Regions from separate parts of the Drosophila melanogaster genome. Here region 1 is linked to region 2. Evidence: chromatin contacts called from public Hi-C data. All regions are on one chromosome and are shown on one strand. Each heading gives the region's core, a stretch centred on a gene start, on an enhancer-like site or on the middle of the called end of the contact. The rest is flanking DNA. Distances are from core to core; before and after follow the strand shown. Region 1 overlaps sgg (shaggy). Region 2 holds the start of Raf (Raf oncogene).

Region 1 (5,376 bases), core at 1,767-4,266, 370 kb before region 2:
CAAGCATGCGACAGCCACGCCCCCTTATGGCCCCTGCCTTTTTTTTTTTTTTTTTTGACGACAGACAACTGACAGTTCAATGCGGCGGGCGGCGGCGGAGAAGAACGAGGCAGAGCGGAGAACGAAGATTCGCCAGAAGAATTCGAAGAGAATACGACGGAGAAGACCAATCAAAGGATACAACCACGCAGCACATGCAAGTGCAAGTGCAAATCAAATTTATTTTATTTTAATGAATCAATTAGAATCACAAATGCGACGATGAAAATTAAAGGCCCAATAGCATTGACATTGTTTCTCATTATTGCATCTGCAATAGCGAAGAGATAAGAGATCCATATGCGTAATGTTAGCAAAAGTACTCAAAGTTGAAAAAATGATAATAAAATTGATAATAAAATATTTGCGTGCTAGCTAATAAACCAATTTACTTGATTGGCCCATATACTTTGTCAATCGATATTAAAATTATTGCCTAAACGAAAATGTGACCTTCGCACTTTCGAAAGAATCGCAAAGGATCAATATACATACATATATCGATGTGCATTTATCGATTTGATCGATTCATCAATTGTAAATCGGTTATGTTTTGTTGCCTCCGCTGCCATTCTCACATTAATCAACTGAGTTTCTACAGGACTGCGACCAAATCAATCAAATTATCAATGGGTTAAACACACTCCTCACCCCCCCCCCACAATCCCCCCTGACCAAACATTGAGAAACTATATCGAAAAGGTGAAACATGGGCCGCTGCTGCTGATGGAACAGTTGGAGCTGTCCGAGCGGCAAAGCAATTTGTTGTGTTGCCGCCACCGTCGACGGAAACTAATCGATATACAAGCATTTGGCACCACTCAGCCGCAAAAAGGGGGCGTGGGCGTTTGTGGGCGGCGCAGTGCGGTGGCATGCAAAATGCCATGACGCAGTATCACCACATTAAAGGGGGCGAAAACCCCATTCGGAACGGAACGGAACGAAAGGTGGAGGAAGCTAACACAGACGGATGGATGGATGGAGAGCAATAAAGGAAAATGGAAAGCGCGTTCACTAAACAATAATCGGGATCTAACCCGAAAACTGGCATTTTGCACCCCCACCATTCAATATCTGTGTGGCATGGACGTGGAAGTGGAGTCATCGCCGCAGTTTAGCCGCACGAACTTCGGTTTCAGTTGAACCACGCCCAAAATAAATGCCCTATCCGTCAGAACCCCAACCAAGTTGAATGAAATTGAATGAAAACCCTTACCCAATAGCAAACTAGTTTTATTTCAAGGATGTAGATGTAGATGTATCCCTTGGATTTCACTTAAGATTAGCCAAGACTGGAACGTCTGAAGGGTAAATGCAAAGACACTAGAATAACAAGATGCGTAACGCCATACGATTTTTTGGCACACAATTTTTTGGCCGTGGCTCTAGAGGTGGCTCCAGGCTCTCTCGAATTTTTGTTAGAGAGCGAGAGAGCGAAGAGCGCTACAGCGAACAGCTCTTTTCAACGCACAAAGTGTGATAGCAGACAACTGTATGTGTGCACACGTATGCTCATGCATTGTAAATTTGACAAAATATGCCCTTCACCTCAGAAGTTCTTAGACTTTAAATCTATATTATTTTTGATCAATTGGCACCATGCGAAAAATTCTTGTTTTGCATGCCTTAACGTTATTATTATTTGAAAATAGGTTAGAAATAGCCAAATCTATGTACATATTATCACAAAAATAAATTTCAAAAATGGCTTTATATTAGAATATTTGTCATTAGAGTATTCATCTTGCGGCGTGTGAATAATTAATAAGGTAATGATTGTTGAGTGCTTGTGTCCGCACTTCGTGCCTCAAAATATGACCAAAGCAAAGAAACTAGAATAATTCTAGTGTCTTTGATATTACTTTTGCAATAAACAGTTATCATATTTAATTATTTAGTATATTTATTAAATCATTTGACTTAATATGATGTAACATTAACATTAAAAGTGTTTCAAAAAAAATATTTAGCTTTTAAAAAATTGTCAGATGAGAGACAAATTAGAATTAAACATAAATATAAATGTGTAAACGGTAGCTAATTCGAGCAACAATTTTAACAAACAAATTTAAAAAGCTTTAAAATTATAATAATTTTTTTTTAATTTATCATATTGCTAGGAAATTGGCAAAAACTACCCTAATATGTACCATGTAAATTCGTTTCTTCGATCAGAATTGATTTCGGCCCGAAAATCGTCTTCTAGCACAACACGCACACTTATACGCGTTCTTGTCTCTTGTTTTTACTCACACAAGCAAGCAAATTATATTTTTAGATTTCTTACGCTCTCAGCGGGAGTGAGCCGAAAGAGAGTAATTTTGGCCGTCACCAAAAAAGTGGCTGCATAGTGCCAAACCAATGTATGGCCGTTACGCATCTTGTTATTCTAGGGTCTTTGGTAAATGTATGTACGAGTATGTATAGCCCCAGTGTGCACCTTGTTTTTTTTATTTTAGAGTATTTTTTTATATATTTGATTCGCAATCTTCACCTTGCCGTTGTGCTGACAATTAAAAAATATACTCTATCAGTGCCATTTTTCTGTTTGCTACTAATGCTAATGCATATGCAGTATAGACTAGTGTTAGCATATATAGACTTCATTTAATTGAAACGAATTGATTTTATTCTATTTTATTGGCTAAGAAATCTATCTGTCGATCACGGTTTTTGGGCAAAAGAGAGGGCAGAGATCGGTTAAGCGAGGCGGTGGAAAAGGGATGGCCAGATGACGACCCACGCGGGCGGAGATCACGAGATGCCCCACAATCTGCAGCACTTGGCAACCTTATAGAAATGAATCCGCCAGCCATTGTCACCTGCATCGTTATCACATCACCACAACGGGTGTCGGTGGTCGGTCGTCTCTTCTATCGCAGCTTCGGTGGAACTTTCCATAGCATACTTTTGAATGCCACCAATAAAATCGGGCAACATTTTTTTCTCTTTTGTATCTACGTAAAGCCCAAATGCCTCCCCATCATCCCCAATCGTTAGAAGACCTCAAAGTGCCCAGAAAACAGCAACAGCAAATATACAAAACACAAACAAATCGGTGAAGAGGAAGCCATTTCGCCAAAGAGAAATCAATAGTTTGTGAGGTGCATTTTAAAGAGAACTACTTGTATCTGATATCTGGCATCTAGTAACTAGAATCCATTGAAAATGCTCTTTTCACAGCTGATCAAACACGAGTATTGAATGCGAGTTGACATGATAACATAAAATAAAATAAAGCAAATTAATATAAAAGCAGACGCGTAACGGCAATGGAAAAACAGCTGGGCAAATGCTAAATAAAAAACATTTCCATCGCTGTAAGTGACGAAAATAGCAACACTAATCACTAATCACTTGGTTGCATCGCTATCAGTGTGCAAATATAAATACACAAATTGCTATATTGTTCTTAGCAGATCAATATGGAGCATCAATATCCATCAATACAAGCCCACATTTACTCTTACTCTTCAATGGTCAGCAGCATCAATAGGTTTTATATGGATTCCCTGCTCTTTTCCAACAAATAATAATCCGAATTGCAAATATTCCTACTACTACTACTCCCAGTGAAAAGCACAAAAACATATTTTTCCATTTCAAATTCCAAATCGAACGTGAGGCAGGGCAGGGTAGAAAGGAAATGAGGTGAGAGGGCGGCATAAAAAACAAAAAACAAAAACAAAGACGACAGAGACACGCCTCCGTTTGGTCACAGATTTAGTGAATATACGAATGTACATACATATATAATACATATATACATATACGTAAAAATACATTTCACAAGCTGTTCAATATATGCATGTTGTTGGGCTTTGATATTTTTGGAAAAGTTTTTTGCTCTGTCATCCGTTTTATGAAACGAGCGCGTGATTGTCGAGCGTTAAAAAAAAAAGAAACAACAGCAGCTAACACGGCGTAATCTCTGCTCCCGAATCCCCAATTCCTTCCATCTTCCCATCCTCTTTCCTGCCACCCCCTCGACGGGAATATATATACATATATATATATATACCTATGGCTATATATAATCAGCGCTGTAAGCAATATAGCCGCGTGCCTCTTGATCTCTTTACTGCCGATGATCTTCGATCATGCAGGCTGTCGTAGCTTTGACTTAACCTCTACACAGCGAGAAATCGGGGGTGGGCGGTAGTTGGGCGAAGTGAAGTACCAAAAGTAAGCTAGGCAAGTTCTACAACATATATATATATATATAGTTCGCCAACCTTCCTGCTATCAGTCAGCATCTGCGAAAGCTGCAAATCACCACTACGACTCGCCGGATGGGAACTGCTTTGGGCTGATGATGATATGATGATGATACCGAGGTGACAAGCACGCTGTGACACAGTGCCTTCCATACGCTGTAATCGTAGCAGTCAGCAGCAAGGGGAATGTGCCACTAGCCACTAGCCACTTGCCACTTTTCGCACCGCGGCGTTAACGCTTCGTTCGCTAAGCTCACGGGGCCAAGATTCCGAACTGATGCAACTGACAGCCACCAGTTTATCGTATATCTAAAACGGACACCTAGTGGAATCTTTAAAAACAATCGACTGCAAGTACTACCCCATCGTATGACACTGGTGGGCAGCTGGGTAACTGGATCCCGATGGATGCGGTGGCTCGTCGGAAATGTTATATTATCCATAAGCCAGTCCAAAAACTCGTCGGTCATTTTGTGCGCACTTATTTCTACTATCGTTGAGAACAGCAGCGTATTATAATTATAACCTATACACACACTTAATCCAAAGTTTGCCAGTCATAAAGTGTACTATGTAGATGAGTTGGCGAAGAAATCAACATCAGCTGGCGTAAGTCAGTGCTGTTGCCCTGCTCCTGCCGCGCCGCTGCTACCCCCCCCCCCCTCCCTGCCTCTAACCATTGTCGGATTTTCTTATCAGCGACAAATGCAACAACAGTTAAATGGCCTGTTGTAGAGACGAGCGAGAATATTCCGCTTTGCCTTATCGTGTTCCAGCCGTCGAGACTGCGCTCCACAATAAAGCCAAGATCAAATTTTACATTTTACATATGACAATAAAAGGGAGAATAAGATCATATATATTATCCAGGCATATATATCCCACCCACGTTTATCTCAGCGCGGAGAAGGCTGAAGACAAAGCTATCGGAAAAATTCACTTGTTGCTACTGGGTTATTGACCCAACTTCAACAAGATAGAAAATATGCAACAAAGTACGTTTCATAAAACCATTTTGCATTATGCATAACATTTCATTCGCTGACTAATTCACTAAGACTAAGAATAGAAGAAGAAGCAGAGAGCAGCCAGACCTTTATCACTTTACATTAAATCTCCG
Region 2 (4,998 bases), core at 347-2,846:
TGTGATATCACACCCTTTATATGTACGTTCTACGCACATTTGATCCTTTCATTATCCTTTTTTCTTGTTGCTCGCCTGACCAAATTACAAATGACCACACAAACATGTGTTCGAGTGCAGGAACAGCCACCTTGCATAAATGGCAACTGCCCATACGTAATACGTAATCCGTACTACGTACTGCGTATGTACATATGTATGTACACACATGCAATGTTCATCCTTCCTCCTTTTGGTTGCGGATGATACCCACTGAAAGTAGAGTTGAAACGACTAAAAGTCTAACAATGCCCACTGCCCCAAGCACTGTCGTTTCTTGAATGCAGCCAAATCAACAAACATCACGGGAAGAGCGTGTGTGTGTGTTTGCGAGTGTTTGCGGGCCGACAAACATGCGCAGGCTGAAATCTGCTGACGACGCTGAGGCGGCATTTATCACTCCCAAAAAGCGTTGGGCTCCGCAGGGGGGTGAGGGAAGGGTACGCGCATTGGGAGTCATTGATTTTCGTTTATGAGTCGGGCAGGCGACGCTCTCACTTTTTATACGTTCATTCACACGCGGCACAGTGGGCCAGAACAAGAACAAATGGACAACAAAGCATTTCGGATGACAAGAATTCGAAGCTAAGACATGCGTACAATTAAACTTTAGAAAGATCTAAAAAAAAACCCTTGATATTGACTTAGGGTGGTTTCAGCCCAACTTACCTGTGGATTAACACGTTTGCCAGGTAAATACTGCGATTTGTAAGATTTTGACTTTAAGACGTTGGATAATCCCCGACAATCCGTTGATATGCGTTACTCCATGAAGGGCTTGAACGCCAAGCATTTGTTGGCTTTATGGTTAAAACACAATAATGCAACAATGGGTCATCAACTGCCAATTTATCCCACTGTGCTCTCCGCTGAAGTGAAGTGGCCGATGCAAAGGCAAAGAGAACGTTCCCATCGCACAGAGAGAGGGAGAGAGAGAGCAATCAAGAGTTGAGAGAGCGACTAAAAAAGGTGTAGGAGTCCGTGGAGGGGGGAAGGAGGGACAGAGGATAATAGAAGGGGAGGAGAATGGGGAATTTAAATATGTTATTGATAATTGAAATTACCGCGCGCCCCCGCTGCTCATTCAAATGCAATTTTGTTGCAAAGTTTCGATTTCGTTGTCACTCCCATCCTCCGCTTTTTGTTATTCCTACCTGCACATTGAAACGAAGCGAAATAAAAGCGCGTGCTAAGGACTTAATGGCAGTGCACTAAAAACATCTTCAAATTCAAACGGAATAAAATTGAAGCGAGGCGCTGATTTCGCTGCCGCTGTCGACGCAGGTAGCGGTGTGTGTGTGTGTGTATGTGTGTCCGTTTCGGTTTTTATTTACTTTGTTCTGCTTGTTTTTTCCAGTCTCTCGTTTTTCCTTTTTGTTTTTTGGCTTCTTTTGTTATCGGGCAGCAAATTGAAAGCAATAAATACTTAATTGTTAGCTTGTTGGTTATGTTGTTTTTGTTGTTGCTGCTGCCGCTTAATTACGTAATTCCGAACTTATCTGGGCGACTTTAAGAAAATGCAAAAGAGCGCCAAGCGTGTGGCAATGGGAATGGAAGAGGGATGGAATTGGAATGAGACGCGAAAGAAATCAAAACGGCCCATTTAAGCAACACAAGAGACACAGAAATTATGAATAGAGGTGGGGAAAAAATGTAAAACCATTGAAAATTTGTCAATATCGAAAGTGGGTCTAAGTCAAATGGCAGGAGTACGTGTGATTACAATTTTTTAAGATAATCAAAAACGTATGTACGTACATATGACTTATGTACATACATATGCTCATATATGTACATATGACTTATGTACATATGTACATATGCTCATATATGTACATATGTATGTGTGTGTGGGCATTATAAAAGATGAACTACTGAGATCGAGATCGAGTTGATGGCACTATACCAAGAAACGCGCGCAGGCAAATGTTTCTGGCTTATTTGTCCTCTTGTGACACAATTAGCTGATAAAGTTCCTGATGTTTTTCCCCGCAGCGTCTGGCATGTGAATCATCATCGTCATGGGAGCTTTTGTTTCTGGGAATTTCAATTTTGAATAAACAAAATCAAAACGAGAACTTTACTTCTTGCGGCTAAACACTTTGCACAAACACGTGCAAACTCTATGTTTGCATTTGCGTGTGTGTGTGTGTGTGTGTGTGTATGTCGTCATCGACCGTCAGCGGCGCCTTAATAATAGTACACAAAAATGATAAACAAAGATCCCCCCACTCACAGCACTCGACCCCTCCAGCCATTCACAACGCACGCTCATGAACTCTTCCCTTTCTCTCGCACTCGCACTTGCACTCGCTCTCTCTTTGTTTGAGTGCAAATTTGCATTGTCTCTTTGTGCTCGCACACAAACATATGTATGTATGTACATGCACGCAGACATAAGTGCGCACATAATCACACACGCTGACTAGTGCCAAACTGACCTCACAATTGTTGTTGTTACGATTATTTGTGCCCACTTTCTTGCTTTTGTTGTTGTCGTTGTTGTTGTTGTTATTTTTCGGATCATGCTAAAACTGTAAATGATGAGATGAACTTGTTGAAGAGGATGAATCGAGCTGGAAACGGGGAAGGGGGTTGATTCGAGCTCGCATTTCAAAACCTCAAAATACATAGTTTATAGACCTTCTACAGAGTCATAAGCACACATACATACATACATCCATGTATGCATACATCTTTGAGACAACACTTAAAAAACTATTCTACTTGGATTCTGATTCGCAAAACAGACTATAGGAGCCACTCTACAAGCATGAACATATGTATACATGCGCATATGTGTGTATTTAATTTTGTTAAACCCGTTAAGCCGAGCCGATAAGTTCAAGGGGTTACCCCCACGCCTAATTTGGCAATTTCAATGGATTCGAATGATTCCATGTCAGCGCCGTGTGGATTTCTCAATTAGCAGTTGCCGCAAGTGTAGGTGATTGCCTTAGCAAGTACTTTGCATAGCCAAATCCAGCCAAAGTCACTATTTTTACATAATAAAGGGGCAGGAGCAACAACTATGCGGATTATGCTCATCACCGAAGCGCCCAACCACTCAAACACCCACGACAACACAAATACACCACCCACTGACCAGCGATTTGCTTCCGTTACAAATGAGTAAAAATCTTTGCGACAAATATACATACACATGTACAGTGCAGGTGGAGAGAATAGCACTGAAAATGTAATTACAGTTTTAAGATATGTGGGAATATTGGAAAAATTATGTTAGCAATTTGCAAGTTGGAACTAAGATTATTGTGTCTGTAAAGATTGTTAATGCAATATGTCAATTAACTTAGTTCATACAGAGCACCTATATAAAGTAAATCAAATCATTTAGCTTGAGACGATTGGCCTAAAAACTTTTATTTAAGCGCCTAGGTGTTATTATTTGTTTGCCTCAGCTGTGTGTATGCATGTACAAATACGCACGTAGGCCATTCGCTCTCTCACTCTCTCTCTCTTAGGCGCTCTCTTAAGCCACTTCCGTTTGAACGCAAACATCTGTGCGCTCTGCCACCGAGGGCAGAGGCAGCGACGCCACTGCGGCAGCGGCTGCGAGCGAACGTCTTTCATTTAGCGTTTGCGTTTTTATTTCGTTTCGAACGCGAGAACCGTGCGGACGTGTGCGGTTGAAACAGGAACCGAAACAGTAAGCCACGGTGACCAAGCACAAAGTTCTCTTCACCCCTCACCTTAAACCCTCAACAGGCGGCCACCGAAAAATTAGAAGAGACCACTAAGAAATAGAAACAATTAATGTGAAGCCCCGACCCCTCTGCAATTTTGAGTCAATTGTGTGCCTAAAACTAAACAAACAAATCTGACAATTTTTGTTGAATTTTTTTATTGTGTTTGACTACATAGCGTAAGCAAGTGCAAGTTCTTAAAAAAAAAAAAAAATAAAACACAAAAATTCAAAAGTCCTGGATTATTTTGAATTTTGCCAAACTTCAAAGACAACAACAAAAGCGGCAGGCTCGACTAACGGTGAACAGCCAAGTGAAATCTCGCAAGGCAACAACAAAAAGAAAAACAGAAATCAGCAAAAAGAAAAGAAAAAGCAAAGTCAGACAGAAGAAGAAGCAGCACCAGCAGTACCAGCAGCAGCAAGTGCAAGAGAGCAAAAAGAGCTCGCAAAAGAGAGCGTATGTGAGCCGAGTGGTGTGACTTCCTTGTTTCAAATAATTTATCGAAAATCACTCGAATCAAAATTAAATTGCAAATCAAAGCAGCAAAGTTGTTTTCTGTCTGTCAAAGAAAACCACATAAACAAGCCAGCAAACAAGGCACACACTTGCTTGAAAAACGCACAATGACCTTGCCCACAAACACACACGCATCTGCAAACGACGGCGGCAGCGGCAACAACAACCACAGCAATATCAGCAGTAACAACAGCAGCAGCAGCGACGAAGACTCAGACATGTTTGGACCACCCCGCTGCTCCCCGCCCATCGGCTATCACCATCACCGTTCCCGTGTGCCCATGATCTCGCCAAAGCTGCGGCAGCGCGAGGAGCGCAAGCGGATCCTCCAGCTCTGCGCCCACAAGATGGAGAGGATCAAGGACTCGGAGGCGAACCTGCGGCGCAGCGTCTGCATCAACAACACCTACTGCCGCCTGAATGACGAACTGCGGCGCGAGAAGCAGATGCGCTACCTCCAGAATCTGCCCAGGTGAGAAGACAGTTCAATTTAGTCCTGACTCACTCACACTCACTCACACCTAATCTCATTTGGTTAGCAGTATGAATAGGTTTAGTATGATTATGGATTTAATGGCTATGAGCCAGTGACCTTAATTAAAAATCTACTGCGATTAGTGCAACGATCCAGTTGCCTAACTCTTGCATAAGTAGTGCAATCGTCAGTGATCTCTTACAAGATTGTAGTTAGCAAGCTATAAGATAGTTACGTTGTTAAGAAATCCATACTTAT

What was found. A called contact is a pair of places that touch in the nucleus more often than the background predicts.
Region 1: a contact with region 2 is called in a Hi-C map of the Kc167 cell line, with 2.0 times the contacts expected there. The contact joins the enhancer-like site here to the promoter of Raf in region 2. A contact is called at or near these places in 3 of 107 Hi-C or Micro-C datasets (the D17-c3 cell line, the Kc167 cell line and wing imaginal disc).

Annotation. Positions count from the first base shown.
Region 1 is chrX:2,661,506-2,666,881 of dm6, reverse strand. All of the region lies in intron 4 of sgg (shaggy), which reads right to left. Among named protein-coding and RNA genes, the nearest start is that of lncRNA:CR45197, 11 kb to the left of the region's middle. Within about 2 kb of position 3,016, at least 22 of the 39 cell types and tissues checked have an H3K27ac peak or open chromatin away from gene starts, as enhancers often do. A contact at or near this core is called in the Kc167 cell line and wing imaginal disc, where this site is marked.
Region 2 is chrX:2,292,064-2,297,061 of dm6, reverse strand. It overlaps Raf (Raf oncogene), which reads right to left and starts at 1,596. Exons shown (of 7, transcript NM_001103397.3): 1 at 1,104-1,596; 2 at 709-908. CG2865 reads left to right here and starts at 3,651. Exons shown (of 3, transcript NM_001272255.1): 1 at 3,651-3,709; 2 at 3,769-4,737. The coding sequence starts at 4,373.